Regions from separate parts of the Ovis aries genome. Here region 1 is linked to region 2. A link is a contact called in public Hi-C data. All regions are on one chromosome and are shown on one strand. Each heading gives the region's core, a stretch centred on a gene start, on an enhancer-like site or on the middle of the called end of the contact. The rest is flanking DNA. Distances are from core to core; before and after follow the strand shown.

The links. A called contact is a pair of places that touch in the nucleus more often than the background predicts.
Region 1: a Hi-C map of hypothalamus shows a contact between it and region 2, with 1.9 times the contacts expected there. The contact joins two enhancer-like sites. A contact is called at or near these places in 3 of 16 Hi-C or Micro-C datasets (blood, hypothalamus and tail adipose tissue).

Annotation. Positions count from the first base shown.
Region 1 is chr17:50,573,509-50,580,103 of ARS-UI_Ramb_v3.0, forward strand. The region is part of intron 1 of TMEM132B (transmembrane protein 132B); the gene reads right to left. Among named protein-coding and RNA genes, the nearest start is that of TRNAG-CCC, 73 kb to the right of the region's middle. Within about 2 kb of position 4,828, at least 11 of the 54 cell types and tissues checked have an H3K27ac peak or open chromatin away from gene starts, as enhancers often do. A contact at or near this core is called in hypothalamus, where this site is marked.
Region 2 is chr17:50,500,540-50,506,634 of ARS-UI_Ramb_v3.0, forward strand. TMEM132B (transmembrane protein 132B) reads right to left here. Exons shown (of 11, transcript XM_027980250.3): 5 at 3,957-4,103. Among named protein-coding and RNA genes, the nearest start is that of TRNAG-CCC, 150 kb to the right of the region's middle. Within about 2 kb of position 3,807, at least 6 of the 54 cell types and tissues checked have an H3K27ac peak or open chromatin away from gene starts, as enhancers often do. A contact at or near this core is called in hypothalamus, where this site is marked.

The sequences.
Region 1 (6,595 bases), core at 3,578-6,077, 74 kb after region 2:
CACCAAGGAGCGAGGCCTCAGGAGACACCAACCCTACTCACACCTGGATCTTGGCCCTCCCACCTCTAGAACCATGAGAATAAATTTCAGTTGTTCAAGTCACGCAATCTGTAGTAGTTTGTTATGGTAACCCTAGCAAACTAATATCAAGAGGTTACTCTTTATCAAAATTCTATCAGCTTGTCTTACCCATTTTTCATCTTTAGATTCACTTTAGATTCATTGCATCCAGTTGCCCAAAACCCAGACTCCGTCATATTTTTCTATGTGTTTTCAAGTTTTCTAGGATGAACATGTCTTCTTGCTTATTTAATCTAAGAGAAATACTGACATTTTTTCCCTTAAAAAGAAAGATATGGAATTTGATTTTAAGTGACAGACCAAGCACACTCATTTCCTCACATCTCTACAGAAACTCCACTACAGAATATTATAGGAAAAGTATAGCTTCCCTGGTAGCTCAGATGGTAGAGTCTGCCCACAATGCAGAAGACCCGGGATCAACCCCTGAGTTGGGAAGATCCGCTGGAGGTGGGCATGGCAACCCACTCCGGTATTCTCACCTGGGAAATCCCATGGACAGAGGAGCCTGGAGGGCTACAGTCCATGGGGTCACAAAAGAGTCAGACACAACTTAGTAGTGACCAAACAACAACAACAACACACAGAGGGGCAACCATGTGAAGACACAGAAGGAAGATGGTCATTGACAAGCTATGGAGACCAGGGGTGTCCGTGACTTTCAGCAAAATACAATGTTAACTGCTAAGAAAGGAAAGTAAGGAGTGTCAGCTAAATTCTCATCTTTTATAGAATGAGCTGCTGCTGTTGAAATTTGATCAACTCAAGGAGCAGAGGCATGGGGTACATACTGGGTTGGCCAAGTTCATTTGGATTTAACAGAAAAACTCAAACATGTTGGCCAATCCAATAGAAAGACAAAAATAAGCATAACTAACAGAACTACAAGTGGAAATGGCTGGACCTGGCTGACTTTAGAGAGAGACAGCGAGATCAAAGATACAGAGGGATGGAAAATGATTGCCAGTCTTTGAAAGTTCTCCTGAGCCATTTTGTCTTCCCCAAATGCATGCATGACTGTGAGGGTGAATAGGCTTTGTCTTCAAGAAGCCGAAACTAGCCAAGCAGGGGAGGACAGCGTTGAACAGACATTGGACGTTCGAGTGTGGGGTAAAGGAAGAGTAGCCTAATGTTGACACTAAGTCCTCACGTCTGTGGGAGAGATGGATGGCTGTCAAAAAACAACATGAGAAACTACTGTCCGAGGCCACTGGCAACTGCCGGGTAGCACATCCCTGCGCCCTGCACTTGTTCCACCCTGTGTGCCCTAAAAGAGAGGAGGGATTTACCATTCTTCACTCAAATCAAACAAACAAAACAGCAGAAACTTTCTATCCACTGTATTGCATATGACTGCTCAGTCAGGGACTTCCCAGCCTCTCCTGTCCCCCTGGCATGGCCATGTGACTAGTTCTGACCGATGAAATAAGAGCCTGCCCTGCTTTGAAGCCAAAATTGGTATCTTTTATCTTCAACCAGTGAGAAGCAGGGGACCCCGAGACTCTAGGTCATGGCAGAGCAGCCAGAAGCTGGAAGGGAGCCTGGACCCCTAAGTCTCCACCTGGAGGAGAGCCACCTGCCAAATATGGCACCCACATTGGATGGGACCAAGAACAAATCTTAACAACGTGTTAAACCGCTGCTAGGGTTTTATTTATTACAGCAGCTAATGACACCTAACTAATACGACACTGTATAGGCTAACAACCTGGACAGCTGTGATCCTGTCCGTACGCACAAGTTGGAACAAAAGTTCACATCTCTTCCTTAAGGTAACTGTGCTTTCATTAGCAAGGAAATACAGGCAGTCAGAGAAACAAAGCGAAGAGCTGTTAAGCCAACGTGAGAGGTTTCCACAGGGCACCAGATGTAGAAAGAGTGTTATTAAACGGATTATATAGATCTTAGTGACAGTAATTTTGACCTCCTATAGGCACCGTCAGCTGTTAAAACAGTAGGAAATGTTGATGACCTTGTTCTTATTTCCATTTATATTTATTCTAAATTGGACACCTTGGAGATTGTTTAAATAAGAGAGGGAAATTCACTAAGTAACCCTGACAGCTCTGCCACTCTCTGATAGGGGAGGCAGCTGAGGCTTACAAAAGGCAGAAGACACCTGGGCTGGAGTCCCACGTCTTCCATCAGCTCAATTTATGCACCAAAACAAGTCACTTCATCCCCCAAGATGCATTTTACAAAGAAGGTGTCACTTCCTGCTGCCCATCAGGGACACACCTCAAGGAAACTCAATAACGTGATTTGTTATTGTGTGACTGCATTACTCAGAATGTCATATGTGGAGTGTCCTTGCTTTGCACTTCTCACTAGTTCAGACTAGCCCTTCTCATCTTCTGGCCTTTGTTGATAACAAAAATGATTCCTTCAATTCAGAGAAAACCCACACCACGCAAGTCTGAACAAAATGGGGATTTAATGGCAGCCATGGTTGGAGAGAGAGGCTACCTTCAGGTCTGGCCGGAATCAGCATTTAAACAACGTCATCCACATGCAACTTCACAAACATCCTTCAGTGGGTGAAGGGATAAATATCTGGTGGTGTAGCCACTGAAGGGGAAACAACTTGATGGATAGTTGTTTCCATCTATCCAATAAAGCAAATGATGGATATCCACACAATATGGATAAATCTCAAATGCATTTTGCTGCCAAAAAGAAGGCAGCCTCGAAAAGCTACCTACTATACGATTCCATATGTGTGACAGTCTAGTAAAATCAGAACTGGAGGCATGAGGGACAGAGCAGTGATTGCCAGGGATCAGAGGCTGAGATTTAACTATTTCACTGCAAAAACTCAAAACAAAGGATTAGGAATGGGGTGATGGAACTGTTCTGTATCCTGACTGTTGCGTTGGTTACATGACTCTATATATTTGTCAAAAGCTCACAGTGCTATATGCCAAAAATGAACACGTGAAGTAACTACAGGAAGGGAAACAAAGATTGCCCAGTTGTAGTTGGGCAACTACTGTAGTCTTTGTAGTCGTTGCCTAGAAAATCTACTTTAGGAAATCTTTAAGACTGTTGTTTAAGGCTTAAGAGTTTAAACAGCATGAGCTCAGACGCCTTCAACATCCCTGCTACAATTCTTTAGGCTATTCAACTGCTTGAAAATTTATTTTTGCCTACCACAAAAATAAATAAGAGGGGGACTTCCCTGGCAGTCCAGTGGTTAAGACTCTGCTTCCTCTACAGGGGCCTGGTCAGGAAACTATTAATAAGATCCCACATGCCTTGCAGCACAGCCAAAAGGATAAAAAAGTAAGAGTATTTTCTGTCTGAATTAATTTCTCCAGTTAATCAGGTAAGTCAAGGTACCCTAAGATGCAGGAAGTGCAGAGTTGTGACCAGAATAGACAAGCAGAGGACACAGCCTGCCTTGGGGGAACTAAAAATTGTAACTGAAAAGAGAAGATATCTACACTTAAAAACCTGATAATAAAAGAAGGTAAAAGTTGTATTGTTAACTTGCCTGATATGAGTTATGTGTGCCGCCAAATTTGAGAAAGAAGACATCAATATTGATTGGGAATCATCACAAATGTATCATCAGTAGGATCCAGTGAATAAAATAATAGTAGTTATAGGGTCTTCCCTGGTGCTTCAGTGGTTAAGAATCTGCTTTCCAATTCAGGGGACGTGACTTTGATCCCTGGTCAGGGTATTAAGTTCTCACATACTGTGGGGCAACTAAGCCCTCTGGCCACATCTAAAGAGAAGCCTGCAATCAGCAACCAAGATACAACAGAGTCAAATAAATAAACAAATAAAATATTTTTTAAAACAGTAGCAATAACTAGGAACTAGGAAGTGCCTACTATGTGCCAGTCACCATTCTGCTTTATTTATATCACCTCTTTACCTGATCCTATGAGATAGGATATTATTTTCAGATTGCTATCATTATTATTTATACAATTATATAAGTAATATAATTATGTCCATTTTATTGATTGAAAAAATGAAGGCACAGAGAGGTCAAGAAACATGCCTAAAGTCACACAGCATGAGAGGGGTGGAGCCAGGATTGGGCTCCAGAGTCCAGGCTCCAACTGCTATTCTCCACTGGCTCCCAAAACATTTCTCCTCTGTTTGATCCCATGACAGCTGCTGCTCAGACTCAGTCACCTCCCTTCACCAAAGCAAAGAAGGGCTCCATTATTGCTTCTGACTGATCCTATGACCCAGAATAAAACCCACAGAGAACACAAAGAAAGAAATAGAAACCTCCTCTGGTGAGTGGTGAGGGGAGTGAAGTGCAGAGGGACCTTTGCCTCGCCGAGGGTGGTTGGGGTTGGGGGGGCACAGGGAGTGTATGGGAAATCTCTATACCTCTTAACTTCACTGTGAACCTACACTGCTCTTAAAAATAAAGTCTTCATTTTAAAAAGTAAGAAAGAAACTTCCTCCCCACACTGGCCCCAGGGGTTGTGCCATGAACCCCTGTCATAGGTAAAACCAAAACAACCCTGGGGAGTCTTGGGAAAAACAAAACCAAAAATCCCTCAATCCTCTTTTTCTCAAATTTAATTCTGAGTTTATTTTGTGTTGGGCAGTCATCCCGGAAATGAAGGAACACAGAGGACAGCATTGCTGAAGGAGGAGGTAGCTCCCTGCACCCAACCCAGGACACTGGCTTCCCGGCCCGCCCCACATCGGTGTCCCTGACCCAGGGCTCCTCTCTCCTGCCACAGGTCGCCTCTGCAGCAACAGGGGTCTCGTGCGCTGCAACACTGCCACCTAGTGGCCGAGGCTGTTCCACGCTGCAAGAAGCAAGTGGTTGGTTCCCCATTTCCATAGCTGAAATGGGCAACACAGTTTGATTTGGAGACTTTAACCAAGACTCATTGCTGCTTTCTGATAGAAAACGATTAGACAAAGCATGATGACTCTCTGGGACCAGATTCTTTGTTGGCAGGCAACAGAAACCCCAACTCTGTTGGGCTTCAGTGAGAGAGGGGGTCACCCCTGCCCCAGACCTCAGCTTGGGACAAAGGGGACCACAGGCAGCAAAATGGTGAGGGGAAGGGGAGAAGCACCCAGCACAACTAGGGTCCCTGTGCTCTGGAAGGACCTGAAAGTACACCCAGGAGGGAGGAGGCACCACAGACCCCCAGAGACACTGCCGGGTTTTCCCTGCCACAAACTGGCTACCAAGCCCAGTGATCTACAAAGGCAGCGAGCCAAGCAGAGCTCCAGGCTGACCCCATGATCTTTTCCCTCCCGTGTCTTTGTCCACTAGTTTCACCCTGAGAAATTGCAGAGAGGAGAAGAAATGATTTTTGTCTGAATCTTTCACATCCTTCCAGGGAAATTCTGGCAGTTTTATGAAAGGGCTTTTCTTCCCTCTTTTTCAGTTCTACTTGCTCCAGGAGGAAATCTCTCCAGCCTCTGACTCAAAAACTATCCATGTTCTTCCCTCTCAGTGACCACCTGAGTGCTGAGAGACCCAAGCAGGGTAAGATGTGAAAACACTGATCCCAACATTGATGAATTCAGCCTGCGTGGTGACAGTGACATGGGGACAGGACCACCCGGCACTGAGATATCTATTAGGGAACCGTCCCCACGGAAAAAACACAGCCTATCACCTGCTGTACATCCAACCAGAGGTCACTCAGGTCCTGCTCACGTGCCTGGCTTCCTTGAAGTCCCCCCAAAGCCAAGGAGTAGGGGAGGAACCTGGGCTCCAGAGCAAGTGACCTTGGCTGGAAAATCAGCCCATTTTTCAACCATCTGGTCACCGTGGTGAGCACCCCAGCCCCCAGGAGGAACATGGGGGAAAAGGAGACAGGAGGATGATCCTAGGAGTTTGTGGGCATCAGATGGGATGGATCAGGCATACCCACTACCTTAGTGTTGCTATCATGAAATGCCATAGGGTGGCTTAAACAAAAGACATTTATTTTCTCAGAGTTCTGGAGCTGGGGGTCGAAAATCAAGGTGTTGGCCAATTTGATCTCTGGTGAGAGCCTGCTTCCTTGCTTACAGATGGCTAGCCTCTCCCTGTATCCCCACATGGCAGAGAGAGGGAGTGCGGGTGTCTCTTCCTCTCTCTCTCTCTCTTTTTATTTTTAGCCATGCCACACAGCCTGTGGACTCTTAGTTCTCCAACCAGGGACTGAGCTAAAGCCCTTGGCAGTGAAAGCATGGAGTCCCAATCACCAGACTGCCAGGGAATTCCCTGTTCCTCTCTTTTCAAGAGCACTTATCCCACCACGGGGGCTTCACCCTCGTGACCTCGGCTAAAACTGATCACCTGCCCACAATTCACCTCCTGATACTATCACATTCAGTCCATATGACCACCCATCCATCACGCATCCATTCACTCAGTGCTTATCATGGGCCAGTCCTGTGCCAAGCACTGAAGGTAGGGGGGGACCATGGACCAATGCAGCCCTGCCCCATGAAATTTTGTCTAGTTTGGGGGTATGAACATAAAAAGTCATTCCCATAATGAAAAACAAGAGTCATGACAGAAGAGGGGCTT
Region 2 (6,095 bases), core at 2,557-5,056:
GGGGCACTCCCAAGAACTTGTCTCTGTCCCAACTTTTAGAGGAGGATGAGCTCTGCAATGTGGTTTCTGACCATACAAAAAGTGGCAGCCTATTTTCTCCAATGTTTGGGTCCCAACAGTCCGATGGAGACCATTGAAGAAACAATCTCACCTCAACCTAGCTGGTTGCACATTGTCTCCGTACCAAGAGTCCATTTCATCCAGCTTTCCTTTCCCTTGGGTCTGCTTTATCTCTTCTGAACACTTTCAAATTTGCTTATTTTTCTAACTTCTTTTCTCCTCTTTGGACAATGCAACTGTTTATCTTGTGGTTTTCATCTTTATTACTCACATTTCTTCACAATGAGTGTTCATTAAAATATTTTAAATGAAGACCTTTACTGCCTTCCTCACTGAGCCCATCGAATCTTCCCATATGACACATATTTAATTCTTATCACAGAACTTCAGGCACTGTGTGCATTATATTCTGTTAAAAACCCTATTCCGCCCAAGGTTGTCACAATTCAGAGATTACAGCTTTCAGTGGGATGTTTCATTTAGGGATATATTCATAGATTCACTTTGTTAGCCCGGCAAATACAGTCCATGAGCTTGTATTTCACACCTCATTTGATCTCACAATTCAACAAAAAAAAAAGTATAAAAAGAAGCAATTATTTATTTAGATTATGGAATGGATTTTAGAAGGATATTAGATAAGCATAAATTGTCACGCCAAAGCAACAGTCCTTGTCCTTCTAACATCCCCAGGGAGGTCAAAAACAGAAAGTGAAGAAAGAGAAGAAGAGGGCGTCAGAATGCCTGATAATTACATAACTCTGGTTATGAAAGGGCTTTTTTCCTCTTGTAACTTTATAAATCTCTTCTAAAGAGAATGCAGAATTGATTCTCTGAAAACCAAAAGTGATAACCGCAGCCTGTGCTTGTCCTTCAATTTAAAACATCAACACTTGATCAGTCCAATGTTTCAACCAAATCAATTCCATGTGCATAAACCATGGAGAAGGACATTTGAGACCCACACAGTAATTTCTGAGGGTGCACGTCCAGGCAGCCCACTGGGGCTGCTCCAACCCAGCAGGAGGATCCAAGCAGGACTTCCTAGCCACTTCCTATTTCTACCCTCCTGTTTTGCCCCAAGAACCCTCTCTCATACTTGAAGTCCAGGTCGTTCGGGTGGGTCCAGCCATCCCTTACTTTTACAACTGGCTGCAGTGATTGGTTCAGGGTGAGTACGAGATCCACGTTACTCCAAGCAGAGCCAATGATGAGCAGCCCGAAGACTTGTGCTGGACACCATGGGACAGAGCATGTTCTCCCTGAGGAGACCAAGCCAGCAGGATGGATGCTGGGAACTGCTGGTGGTCAGCTTGCCACCAGGAGGGAGAGCCTGCTGGAGATGATACCAACCCAGAGGAAAGACAAGGAGACAGGTTGCTAGGGATACTGCATCCAGACACTCTTGGTTCTGGGAGAAACCTATAGGTTTCCCCACCTTGAACTTTTCCACGTGCTCCTAGGAGCCCTTTTTGCTTGGACTTCATTCATGCAGTACCTAAGGGTATCGGTCAAAGCCCACCTGATAAACACGCCAGCAATAAAAAGGAAGCCATCCAGTGGAGTCAAAGCAGAAATCAAACCACAATCCTTGACAGGTCCCACTTTTAAAGAGTGTGCCGAACACTGCTAGCTGACCACGCTTCTTCCCTGATAGCAAAGACCTTCTTCCAGTACAAAGCCTGAAAATAACAGCAAATATTCACTTTCCCAGACTGTGCTAATTCTTGAGCAAAGGCATGGAACCCACTGCTTACTGATGATATCTAAAAGGAAGACTTGAAGGGGAAATCATCTTTCCAGTTGGAAAGGTCTTCTCTCCCAGCAAAAAAGATACATGAGGAGAAGCCCCCCTCCCTTCCAGTCTTTGTATACAACTAGACAAGTTTGTGATGTCTGGAACTGCTTCAGCCATCTTGCAGCCACGAGGAAACAAGCTGGAGGATGACAGCCAACAAACTGGGCATGATACAGTGGAAAGACAGAGCACACCCCCGGGCAACACAACTGTGCTGCGAGATTAACCAACCACGGAAACACCCACCTCCGAATTTCTTGTCACATGAGATCACAAAACCCTACTGTAGCAGCCATTTTAGGTGGGAATTCTAGCACTTGCAGCTGAGCCCAAATACGTAAATCCTAAGCTCTCTTCATGTATCAACACAGGATTCAGGGGTGTTCAGATAGCAAGTAGAGATTTCCAGGGAAATCATGGGTCAACTGAGGTCTCAGACTAAAGTTCTGCCAAGGGACGTAAAGGACAATATCCAGAATGTTGATTTGGGAGTGAGAGGCACCCAGAACCCAGATCCCCTGGTCAATACCCTTAATAGAAGGCTTTTTGGTCACTCAACCTGAGTCTCTCTTTCCTTTTGAAAGAGATCTTCAAAAGCAGTCAGAACTGAGTTCTAGCTGAGGTTGGCTGAGGTTGCCCAAGATGAAACAGCACTCAGCCTAGAAATCCACTGGAAAAGGCAAATTCCACCCAATCTCTCCATTTCTTATGCTCCCACCACCGACCCCCTCATTCATTCACCAAATGCTCCTTCAGTGCCCAACATCATGGACCTCAAAGCGTTTAAAAACAAGGAAATAGAGACTTCTCTGGCAGTCCTGTGGTTAAGTCTCTGCACTTCCACTGCAGGGCATGTGGGTTCAATCCCTGTTTAGGGAACTAAGACCCCACATGCCCCACGGTACAGCCAAAAAGCCAAAAAAACAAAAACAAGAACTAAAGAAAAGAGAACAGGTTATGACGATAGAAGGTGGTAAGTAAGAGATCAGAAAGGGGCTCTTTGCCAACCTGAGAAGTTAGGTCTCATCCTGGCTGAAGGGGGAGCTATTAATGGCTTTAAAATGGGTAGGAAGACTCCCCTGGTGGTCCAGTAATTAAGAATCCACCTTGCTACAAAAAAAAAAACAAACAAACAAACAAACAAAAAAAGAATCCACCTTGCAATGCAGGGGACTCAGGTTCAATACCTGGTCAGAGAACTAAGATCCCACATGCTGCAGGGCTGCAGGGCAACTAAGTCTGCACATTGCAACTACTGAGTCTGTGCACCACAATTAGAGAGAAGCCCTCAGGCTGCAACTAAGCCAAAATAATCCAGCCAAAAATAGATAAATATTTGGGGAAAAAAAATGGGAGTATGGCATAGCCAGCACTGCTCAGTCAAAAGAGAAGAGAAGACAGGCAAAGAGATCGTAGAAAAGGCTATTGCAACAGGCCTGAGCTCATTCTGCTTGTTGGGAGCCCTGATGCAATATTATTAGCAATGACCTCCCTCTGCCTCCCAGGTGAGCTCAGCACCATAAACCCAAGGGTGGTATCTGAGCTGGAGAAGATCCGCCAATGATGTGAAGTTGACCTAACTTCACATTCTGAGCCCATATGCCAATACCCAGGTGTGATATCTGCAAAACAACCACCTTTAAGCACTAAGAGACAATTACTAGACAGCTTAGAGCCACCCTACATTTGCTCATTAAAAAAGTACTTTTCCCACTTGCCTCTTGAATCATTTCTATTTTACCCATTTCATTCTTCAGTTCTTCGCTGCCAACAATAACAATAATAAAATTTAAAAATAATGGTTATCAAACCCTGCACCATGACAAATGTGAGTGCAGGTAATTTTTGAGATTGCCAACCTAATCAGGTCATTGATGTATAAAGAGCATAAAGGATAAAGCCTTCAGCCAGCATCACATCCCATAATGGACCTATTCAGAAGCTGCAGGACGGAGCTGCACTGATGAGCTCAAAAGAACACATCGCCCATTAAATGCAGAGGCATTGCTTTATTTATACACACATTATTTTGCTATCAGCATCTGCAGCCATCCCCAACAAATGGCTGCTGAGGTACCTGAAGGATCCCAGCGCTTACCTGCTCTGTGTGTCCGGGTGATGGCCCACGCATGTGAGAGTGGCCGTGGTCTGAATGCTGTCGTTATCTATTTCTTCCTGGACTGCCCACTGGTCCTCGCTGCTGACTCTCACCGCAGTTATTTTCACACCGGCTGCTGCCTTAATTCTGTCGGGTAGAAAAAAATATATATATGACCATCTTAGTTCAAAACAGAGAGTCAAAACAGGGAGCTAGAACGATCTCCCCTTTCCTCTGGGAGATGCAAGAAAGAGTGCCAGTAAATGGCTTTCCTTCAAAAACTAAGTGTCTTGTTATCTTTACAAGTGCCCCGAAGTAGGAGCTCCAGCATTCTGCCACATATGTTAATTTTCTGTTTGATTGGTGTGTTAGGAACCAGATCACTTTCTTCTTCAGGGGCCCTGCAGGATGGAGACAAAACAGATGTGTCTGGCAGGCATGGATAGGATCTGGGGGCCGGTTCTTCCCTGGGGGTGGATGAAGAAGGGTTCTCATAAAATAGAAGGGTCTGAGAGGCTGCAGGGGCTGTGCCAGCTGCAGAGGCTCTGTGGGAAAGAATGCCAGTCTCACTGGGCATTTCTCACCCGCCACTGTCAAGGGCACCTCCTCATGTGCTCCAGGACTTTCTGCAGACTCTACAGCACGTTCACTCATAGCTGCTGCTGCTGCCGCTGCTAAGTCGCTTCAGTCGTGTCCGACAATGTGCGACCCCATAGACGGCAGCCCACCAGGCTCCCCCATCCCTGGGATTCTCCAGGCAAGAACACTGGAGTGGGTTGCCATTTCCTTCTCCAATGCATGAAAGTGAAAAGTGAAAGTGAAGTCGCTCAGTCGTGTCCAACTCTTAGCAATCCCATGGACTGCAGCCTACATTGCAAGAGGCATATGAGCAACAGAGATGCTGGCGTTTGTTTCCCCAAAAGACCTGTACAAGAAAGTTCACGGCAGCACTGTCATATTAAACCCAGTAAGGAAACGGCCTACATTGTCCATCAAAAGCAGAACTAAAAAAATATACAGTCACCCAATGGAATAAGACAGAAATACCAAGAATGAACAGTGTAGTACCACACAGAACTACATGGATGCTGTGTTAGTTTCAGGCGTACAGCAAAGTAAATCAGTTATACATATATTCCCCCCTTTTATTAGATTATTTTCCAATATATGTCATTACAGAGTACTGAGTAGAGTTCCCTGTCCCATACAGTAGGTCCTTATTAGTTATCTATTTTATATACAGTAGTGTGTATGTGCCAGGGCTTCTTAGGTGGCACTAGTGGTAAAGAACCTGCCTGCCAGTGCAGGAGACGTAAGAGATGCGGGTTTGATCCCTGAGTCAGGAAGATTCCCTGGAGGAGAGCATGGCAACTGACTCCAGTATTCTGGCCTGGAGAATCCCATGGACAGAGAAGGATCTGGAGGGCTACAGTTCATAGGGTCACAAAGAGTCAGACACAACTGAAGTGACTTAGCACACGTGTGTATGTCTTCCAATTTATCTCCCCCACCTTTTACTCCCTTGTAACCATAAGTTTATTATCGAAATCTGTATTTCTGTTTTGTAGATACATTCATTTGTAGCTTTTTTTTTTTTTAGATTCCACAAACCAACTATACCCCAATCAAAAGTAAAAATAAATTTAGGAATTTATTAGAACAATTTAGGAATAAATTTGTGTGTACTAATTGACATCTCCAAACAGATATCAACTTAATATTTATTAAAACAAATTAAAATCAATTTTTTTAAAACTACATGGATGAACCTCCTATATTTGGAGGTTGAGTGGCAGATGCCAGGTGTCAAAAAGCACACACTGTATAATCTCATTTATAGAAATTTTGCAACCATTAAACTCATCTGTGAGACTGACGTTAGCATCTGTTACCCTTTGGAGCAAACAGCTGGATGGGTTCCCCCGGGGGGCTCCTGGAGCACTGACAATGTTTGTTTCTTCTTTTGGGTGCTGACTGCACTACAGGTTGTGAGGATCCACCCAGCTGTGCTCACATATATGTTGTTTTCTGTTTGTTCCATGTGGACTCTTACATACACTCATAATCATTCATTTGGTAAAGAATCTGCCTGCAATGCAGAAGAGCCGGTTTCAATCCCTGGGTCAGCAAGATCCCCTG